2 separate regions of the Rattus norvegicus genome follow, and region 1 is linked to region 2. A link is a contact called in public Hi-C data. All regions are on one chromosome and are shown on one strand. Each heading gives the region's core, a stretch centred on a gene start, on an enhancer-like site or on the middle of the called end of the contact. The rest is flanking DNA. Distances are from core to core; before and after follow the strand shown.

Region 1 (4,411 bases), core at 1,367-3,866, 200 kb before region 2:
AATAGCAGGAGACCAGAGAGATGGCTCGGAGGTCAGGAGCTCATGTTGTGTTTGCTCAGGACCAGTTCCCAGCACCTCCAAGGCAGCTCATGACTGTGACTCCAGGGCCAGGATATTCAACACCGTCTACCCGCCCCTCATTCACTACATGTGGTACACAGGCACACATGTAGGCAAAACACCTAAACACATAAAAATAAAACAATCTTTAAAAGAAAAGAGAAGGGGTTGGGGATTTAGCTCAGTGGTAGAGCGCTTGCCTAGCGAGCGCAAGGCCCTGGGTTTGGTCCCCAGCTCCGAAAAAAAAAAAGAAAAGAAAAGAAAAGAAAAAAAAAAGAAAAGAGAAATAATATGCCTCGTCAGGGTGCAGGATTCACTTTGGGGAGAGACAAGAGTTTCTCTGTGTATCCCTGGCTGTCCTGGAACTCGCTCTGTAGACCAAGCTGGCCTTGAACTAAGAGACTTACTTGCCTGCCTCTGCCTCCTGAGGGGGGTACTTAAGATTAAGACATGCACTACCACTGCCTGGCTTTTTTTTTTTTAAACAAATGCTATCTTATTTTTTATGTGAACTGGTGATTTGCCTGCATGTGTATATATGGGAGGGGGTCCCCTGGAACTGGAGTTACTATGTGGGTGCCTGGGATTGAATCTGGCATCTGGCTCCTTTGGAAGAGTAGCTGATGCTTTTAACCACTGAGACATCTCTCCAGCCACGGGATTGATTTAATCTATGAGCGTATAAAGATCGAGGGCCAAGCCCGACACCGAGTTGTACCCTGAATACCACACTCCACACTCTGGTTATCTTGATTACACTACCCTAAAACATCCAAAAATCCACCTTTAAAAATGCCATCTCTTCTTGATCTCATCCATGCAGAATTCTCTTCTAGCCTGTGAGTTTCTCCTCCAAAATGGGGCAAATGTGAACCAAGCAGACAGTGCTGGCCGGGGCCCACTCCACCATGCCACCATTCTTGGCCACACAGGGTAGGGAGCCGAGGAAATGCCACCATGGGGAGGAAGCTTTCTGGGAATGAAGTTGGGGGACGACTGCAGCTGAATTTAGCTGTCCTCTCTAGGCTTGCTTGCTTGTTCCTGAAACGGGGTGCGGATCTGGGGGCTCGAGACACAGAAGGCAGGGACCCTCTGACTATCGCAATGGAAACCACCAATGCTGACATCGTAACTCTGTGAGAATCAGCAGGCTAATGCTTAGACGACCGTCTATTCATCTTTGGGGTGGGGCTAATGCCAAAACCAGACTTGGAGGGTGAGGTCTGGGGAGGGGTGTGTGTGGTGGGGTGTGGAGCAGGTGCACGACCAGTAAGGTGAGATACTGAGAGTTCGCCTCGAGAGCCATTATTAGGTCACCGACATTGCATAAAAGTTTGTGTTTGAGCTTTATTTAAAGCACTAGTTATGGACAAGCATTTTTAAAGAGTGATGCAACTCAAGAATTGGGAGTTGTTGAGAGGATGGGGAGTTGGAGAAGAAGAGTATGAGGTCTTATTTTTACTCCTTAATCCCCACCCTTCAGGCTACGATTGGCAAAGATGAGGGAGGCTGAAGCGGCCCAGGGCCAGACAGGTAAAGTAACTTCGTATTTTCCCCGACCCCATGTCCATACCGGAATGCTGGTCCTTGCATACCTATCTCCTTAGTACCCAACTGCATTAATATCATTGTTTGTTCAACAAACATGTTTTGGGCACAGAGAACGTGCCTGACCTTTGGAACAAAGGAAAAGGCGCCGGTTCTGTGCTTAGGATGCACCCACACGTAAAGTGCTTACCCTGCCAGAACCACCTGTGTAGCCCAGCCTCCCAGCCTCCCAGCCCCCCAGCCCTTCCTCTCTCTTCCTCAGGAGACGAGACGTATCTCGACATATTCCGAGACTTCTCCCTCATGGCGTCGGACGACCCAGAGAAACTGAGCCGTCGAAGTCACGACCTCCATACGCTTTGATCCCGTCCCTCCCCACCCTGCTGTGGCACATTCTCCATTAAAGTCTCTCGGCTTTGCTTTTTCTGTCTCATTTCACTTACTGTGCGCCACCTGGGGGCCCGGCAGGGTGTTTGGTACACTGGCCACCCGGCAGCCGTGGTTACTCATGAGGTTAGGGTTTCTCTAGTAAAGGAGGAGGCTGACTAGCACCCAGTAGATTGGAGGAAGGAGTTTTCCAGCCCAGACGACCAGCGGAGCCACCGCGTGGGCTTGCCGGGATGGCCCGAAGGCATCCCGGGAATGCAATGGCTCAGCATCCGCCCCCTCGGGAGTTCCCGACCGGGATCCAACCCTGAGACTTGCATTTTTTCAGAATAGAGGGATGAACTGGAGACTCCAGTCCCGACCAAGTTGTACTAGTGAGGTCATGCACACCTGAAGGGAACGGGGGTGGGGGGGCGTCGTAGCCACATCCGCAACAAAGCCAGTGAATCATTCCACCCCCGCTCCTCTCCGCCGGTCCTGCTCGTCCGCCCCATCTTTCCCACTGGCAAGGCCCCGCTCCCATCCCTCGCAGAGCCCGGCCAGCCCAAGGGGGTGTAGGGCGGGGCGCTAAGGGGCGGGACTGTCGCTTAAAGGGCCACTGACCGCTGCCCTTAGGCCACTTCCTGGGGGTGGAGAGGACCTCAGTAGCTGCTGCGACAACCCAGGAAGGCGGTAACGCCCAAGTCCTGGGACTGTTTGTTTCCAACAGAGTCCTGGGACACTGTCAGCTCTGACTGCGAGAGCATCGTCTCCCCTCAGCCATACAGAACTGCTGGCCACTGGCTCCTATCAGTTGCGCCTCCATCTTTTGGGACTCGCGCCCCTAACCCTGGTTGGGGCTCTGGACAGGTCCTCGGAACCCGGCGTGGACTCTACTAAAAAAAGCTCAGAAACTCAGGAGCTGAAGGCAGCGTCCGACCGGTGCTCGCCACCGTCACCTGCTGGTTGAATTCCGGAAACCCACTGTCTGAAGTATACAGGAGGGAATCGCTGACCACGCACAATCAGAATCGTCTGGACCAAAAGCTCCCTGATCCTGTGTGGCTGCCTTCTGTTCTTTACATCGGTCCTTTCATTCTTTCGGGGATTTCTGTGTCCTGAAGCTCCCAACCAGCATCAAAGTAGCTTGGGTGAGCTACAAACTTTGCTGTCTTGTTCTCCAACTTCTGCCTCCAACTTAGCGAGTCTGAACGTTACCACCCAATTCTTTCCAAACTCCGAAAATCTGCTTTTTCCTTCTCCTTGTCTGCCTTCTATAGTCCCCAAAATTTCCCCCCCTCCTGTGTCCTCTTCACCCCCTTCCTTTGGGGGCCCCGTGACCCTAAATGTGGGGGGAACACTATATTCCACTACACTGGAGACCCTGACACGCTTCCCAGACTCCATGCTGGGGGCCATGTTTAGGGCTGACACCCTAATGCCGGCCAATCTCAACCCGCAAGGAGATGGCCATTACTTCATCGACAGGGACGGTAAGGCTTTCCGGCACATCCTCAATTTCCTGCGGCTAGGCCGTCTGGACCTGCCCCGTGGGTATGGAGAAACTGCCCTTCTTAAGGCAGAGGCTGACTTCTACCAGATCCGGCCCCTCCTGGATGCACTGCGGGAATTGGAAGCCTCTCGGGGTACACCTGCGTCCACAGCTGCCCTGCTCCATGCTGACGTAGATGTTAGCCCCCGCCTGGTGCACTTCTCTGCTCGACGGGGCCCCCACCACTATGAGCTGAGTTCTGTCCAGGTGGACACCTTCCGAGCCAACCTCTTCTGCACAGACCCTGAGTGTCTGGCTGCCATGCGCAACAGATTTGGTGTGGCCAGTGGGGACAGGGCAGAAGGAGGTCCACATTTTCGGCTAGAGTGGGCCTCCCGCCCCCAGGAACTCCCTGAAGTAGAATATCAAAGACTGGGGCTCCAGCCACTGTGGACTGGGGGACCAGAAGATCGGCGGGAGGTAGTGAACACGCCTACGTTCCTGGAGGAGGTGCTACGGGTGGCTCTGGAACATGGCTTCCGCCTGGATTCTGTCTTCCCAGACCCTGAAGACCTTCTGAACTCTAGATCCTTGCGCTTTGTGCGCCACTGAAGATGCTACCCTTCACTTGACTGAGGAGAGGAGGGGGAGTGAGACAGCCAAGGGGCTAATGGCTCTTCTAAAACCTCTTTCTAGTTCTGGTGTGGGAGCTATGAGAGTCAGGGATCCCACCAGGCCTGGGATTCCCAAACTGAGCTGCCCCACTACCCCCAAGACTTGTGAATGGTCTAGAAGATCAATACTGGGACTTATCCTGGGAAAGCATCATGGATTCTCTAGCCTGTTCTTGCTTAAGGATGGGTCCTCTGTATTCAGAGGTGTGGAAAAGTAAGAAAGCACCCCTTTGCCCAGGCTAAACCTAGCAGAGCTCTGGAGGGTTGAGCA
Region 2 (4,301 bases), core at 144-2,643:
GCGGCCAGGGTCTTCCCTTCGGATCCGTACCCTCCCCTGGGCTCATCTTAAGGCTGCCCCCTTCCTTACCTACTTTGGACTCTTTCAAGTTCACTGAGGGGTCCTGCTCTCCCAGGTTCTTTAAACTTTAACCTAACAGCTCCCAGAGCACCACAGCACCTCCCCACCCCACGCCCACTCCTCCACCCTCTAGCTGTTCCTTGCTCCAGTCCTGTCCTCTCTTCCAAGGCAGCCAGGGCTTGATGACATGTTTTCCATTCCACAGACATATTCCCGTTCTTCTGTAACCTCCCACCCCACCACAGCTGCCCGCCTCACGAGCTCCCAAAGCCCCCACGTACCCGACTACCCCGCCCCAACCCTGGGACCCTGTTTTTACTGACTATGTGCATCAGGCATCAAGATAGGCTGGACCTGGTGGCAGGAAGCCAAAGAACCTGGGACTAGGCCAGAAGTTCCCAAATGTGAGGGGAAAGAGATGGAGACAAGCTCCTCCCTGGATCCCTGTGGATTTTGAAAAGATACTATTTTTATTATTATTGTGACAAAATGTTAAATGGATATTAAAGAGAATAAATCATGATTTCTCTTCTTTGGGGTTCAGTGTAACTGAAGGTTGTGGGAAGGGAATCTTAGGCTTTGGGGAATGGGGACCTGCAAGCCTCCAAGCTGCAGTTTTGAATAGAAATCACAAAGATACCAGAAAAAAAAAAACCATGCAAACAACAACAAAACCACCTGGTCCTCTGCACAAGGCGCTGCAGAAGCAGCCTCATTTTCCTAGCAGCGGACTTCCTCCTGCAGGGGAATCCCTGGCTGGGAGGAGCAGGGTCCTTCCTCTTGGCGGCCTCAGGACATTCAGCAGTTGAGCAGGTGCTGGCACGGGCCTGGCTAGGAGATGGAATGGAGCTAGCCCGGGAAGGGGCTCAGAGCCATAGGAAGGGCTCTGGTGGGCCAGCCGTATGGGTGTGGGGAGGAGTGCTGCGCTGACTGAGGGGCTTGGGGCTTTTTTCTTTTCTCTTTGTCCAGAGAACCTTATGTAAGAACTCTTCTTGGGAAACAGGAAGTCCGGCTTGCCAAGTTCAGCACAGGGAGTAGTGCAGGCCTGGTTCCAACACACCCGGCCCAGCCTTAACCCCAGCACCCTGCCAGTTTCTTGTCCTTGGTTCTCCTCCCTGCTGGCCCCTAGCCCCCCTTTTTTTTTCATTTCCAGTCACCCCTAACAAGCCTCCTCAAAGCTGTCATTTGTGCCTCAGGCAGAGAGAGAGTCCACCACACTCACCTTCTAAGGCTCATGCTGCTGAGCTTGTCCCCATTCCCTGCCCCTGGCACCATGCCCCATAACCAACCGACCTTCCCTCCTCCAACTTAGGGGCCGCCCCTGGGCTCCTGAACGCTGACCGCTCCTTCTGGGTGTCACGGCTGCCCTGCCCTTCCTAGATAATTGGCACCAAATTCTCCTGAGGCTTGGGGGGGAGGGGGCCAGGGGTGTCAGAGGGACACTAGCTGGGGATCAGGGGACTAATAGGACCCTAGCTTGATTTCTTCCTATTCTCAAGTTCCTTTTTATTTCTCCCTTGCGTAACTCGCTCTTCCCTTCTGCGCCTTTGCCTGTATTCCCACCCTCCCTGCTACCTCCTGGCCACCTCACTTGCAGCCCACAGCTGTCAGCAGGGTCCCTAGCTCATGCCAGCCTCATCTCCAGGCAACATGGGAGGCTCAGTCAGAGAGCCAGCCCTTTCGGTCACTCTTTGGTTGAGTTGGGGGGCAGTTCTGGGGGCTGTGACTTGTGCTGTCGCACTACTGATCCAACAAGCAGAGTTGCAGAGCCTAAGGCGGGAGGTGAGCCGGCTGCAGCGGAGTGGAGGAGCTTCCCAGAAGCGGGGAGAGCCTCCATGGCAGAGCCTCTGGGAACAGGTGAGTTAAGGGAGATGGGAATCTAGGGGTAAAGGGTGAATGGCAGAGGCTCTCAGAGCCTCTCAACCTGCAAACTTTCAAGTGAGTGCTAGAGGTGGCCCTGGATTGGGAAGTCAAGGGAACAGCCAGCCGTTCCAGGAAAATAAACAGTTAAAGATTAATGCCAAGAGCACCTGAAAGGCAGTCAGTGCCCAGACCAGGGGCCTATGACAGGTTCCTACATTTCAGCCATTCAGGCGTTGAGAAGGGCTGGGAAGGTTGTGTAAGATCCTTAACATCTTAGTCAAACTCTGGCCCTCTTTCATGAGCAGAGTCCTGATGTCCTGGGAGCCTGGAAGGATGGGGCCAAATCTCGGAGAAGGAGAGCAGTACTCACCCAGAAGCACAAGAGTGAGTGAGCCCTGGGGTTTCTGCAGGGTTGGAGGTGAGCCAGGAGCATGAGGAATGACGACCAGAGCTGAGGTGAGGGTGGAGGGTGGACTCCGGGGGCAGGTCAACACTGCTGTTTCCTCCTCCTTTCCTTAGAGAAGCAGTCCGTTCTGCATCTTGTTCCAATTAACATTACCTCCAAGGGTAAGCATTATTTGAAATAACCGCACTGGGAGGGGCACCAACCAGGAACTGTGGGGCTGGGGCCAAGAGAACCCTAGAAATGAGAAGGGAGAGAGCTCATGTGTATGAGGGTGAAGAAATGCTGACCTGCACACTCCTCACCTCTAGCAGACTCTGACATGACAGAGGTGATGTGGCAACCAGCTCTTAGGCGTGGGAGAGGCCTGGAGGCCCAAGGAGACACTGTTCGAGTCCGGGACACTGGAATTTATCTGCTATATAGTCAGGTAATCCCAGACAAGCCCTGAGCGACCAATGTGGACATGGAGACTGGCTTGTCTCTTCTATGTACCCTGTCTGTACTGAGGGTTTCCCTGATCACTCTGCTCATACCAAACCCAGAACAACCCCTCCTTATTGCCTGGCTCCACTACCAGTGATCCTATGGCCCCTAAGGACTGAACCGTGCCGTCCTGGTTTTCTTCAGCATCTCCCTCCTCTGACAGGTCCTGTTTCATGATGTGACTTTCACCATGGGTCAGGTGGTATCTCGGGAAGGCCAAGGGAGAAGGGAGACTCTATTCCGGTGTATCAAAAGTATGCCTTCTGATCCTGACCGTGCCTACAACAGCTGCTACAGTGCAGGTGAGAACTGTGGGGTCTGAAGAGGGTTGATCTGAATGAGCAGAGCAGGTCACATCCACTCAAGCAGAGCTGACTTGGTGTGGGGAATTATACGAGGGAGTTGGGAACTTGGGTGTAGAGACAAAACTGAAGACTGAAGAACAAGATTCCCAGGTCCTTGCAGGGAGAAAAGGCACAAGCCTATGAATGACTAGGTCCGTGCCTATAATCCCATGTTTGAAGCTGAAGTGGGAGTTTTACCCAAAATTCAAGATCAGCCCAGGCTACAGAATGAGGCTGTTTAAAAAATTAAAAAGGAAAGCCAGTGAGACGGCTCACTTAGGAGAGGTGCCTGCTCCATCTCTCACAACTCACTACCTGGGCTTGATGCCACAGAGCAGAAGGAAAACCGACTCTCCTAAGTGGTCTTCTGATCTCCTCCACACATGCACATGTTCCCCAACAAAACACTGAAAACATAAAAATCAAAATGGAGGAGGGGTTGGAGCAGGCAGAATGAAGCATCTGAAATGTTTTTCCCCCCTCAGGTGTCTTTCACTTACATCAAGGGGATATTATCACTGTCAAAATTCCTCGGGCAAACGCAAAACTTAGCCTTTCTCCACATGGAACATTCCTGGGGTTTGTGAAACTATGACTGTGCTATAAAGGTGGGGTTCCCATTCCAAGAACTGGCTAGACAAAGGACAGCAAGTGGTCAAGAACCGTTCTCCTTGGTTTTGACGTCTTGACTGTTGTTCCCCGCTTTGCCTTTCCCGATCCCACTATCTGGGTTCTGATTCCATAGATATTAAAGAAGTAGAATATTTTGTGTCTATCTCCCACATGGCCCCAAATTCTTTTGTTGTGTGTGTTAAAGGGGTTTTGTGCACTGTGCCAAGCCTTATCCACTGGACTGCATCCAGAACAGCACCACCATCTAGAGGCAGTTTGAGGAAAGAACACGGTCTCTGCTAGGGAAAACGTGTCCCTCGGCCACAACTCTTCAAGCCCCCTGCTTCAATGTACAAGAAGCCCGATTTTCACTATCTCACTATTGCGTCCAAATTCTTGTTACTGTCTAGAAAAAAAATGTATTTTAGGTGCCTCGACATCCATTCCATTCATGCTCCCCATTCCCCTAGCAAACTTCCGAGCTGAACATTGTGCTTCACCGCTTTAATCCCAGTACTCGGAGGCCTATTTCT

The links. A called contact is a pair of places that touch in the nucleus more often than the background predicts.
Region 1: a contact with region 2 is called in a Hi-C map of liver, with 3 times the contacts expected there. The contact joins the promoter of Kctd11 here to the promoter of Tnfsf13 in region 2. A contact is called at or near these places in 5 of 12 Hi-C or Micro-C datasets (the A7r5 cell line, kidney, liver and 2 more).

What each region holds. Positions count from the first base shown.
Region 1 is chr10:55,101,660-55,106,070 of GRCr8, reverse strand. It overlaps Kctd11 (potassium channel tetramerization domain containing 11), which reads left to right and starts at 2,616. Exons shown (of 1, transcript NM_001108831.2): 1 at 2,616-4,411. The coding sequence starts at 3,380. The coding sequence ends at 4,078. It overlaps Acap1 (ArfGAP with coiled-coil, ankyrin repeat and PH domains 1), which reads left to right. Exons shown (of 22, transcript NM_001105796.2): 19 at 884-993; 20 at 1,086-1,196; 21 at 1,544-1,593; 22 at 1,871-2,031. The coding sequence ends at 1,971.
Region 2 is chr10:54,898,907-54,903,207 of GRCr8, reverse strand. It overlaps Tnfsf13 (TNF superfamily member 13), which reads left to right and starts at 1,393. Exons shown (of 6, transcript NM_001009623.2): 1 at 1,393-1,917; 2 at 2,229-2,307; 3 at 2,443-2,490; 4 at 2,641-2,756; 5 at 2,976-3,114; 6 at 3,642-4,301. The coding sequence starts at 1,687. The coding sequence ends at 3,751. It overlaps Eif4a1l (eukaryotic translation initiation factor 4A1 like), which reads right to left. Exons shown (of 2, transcript XM_039087310.2): 2 at 1,917-2,563. The coding sequence ends at 2,479. It overlaps Tnfsf12 (TNF superfamily member 12), which reads left to right. Exons shown (of 7, transcript NM_001001513.2): 7 at 1-592. The coding sequence ends at 97.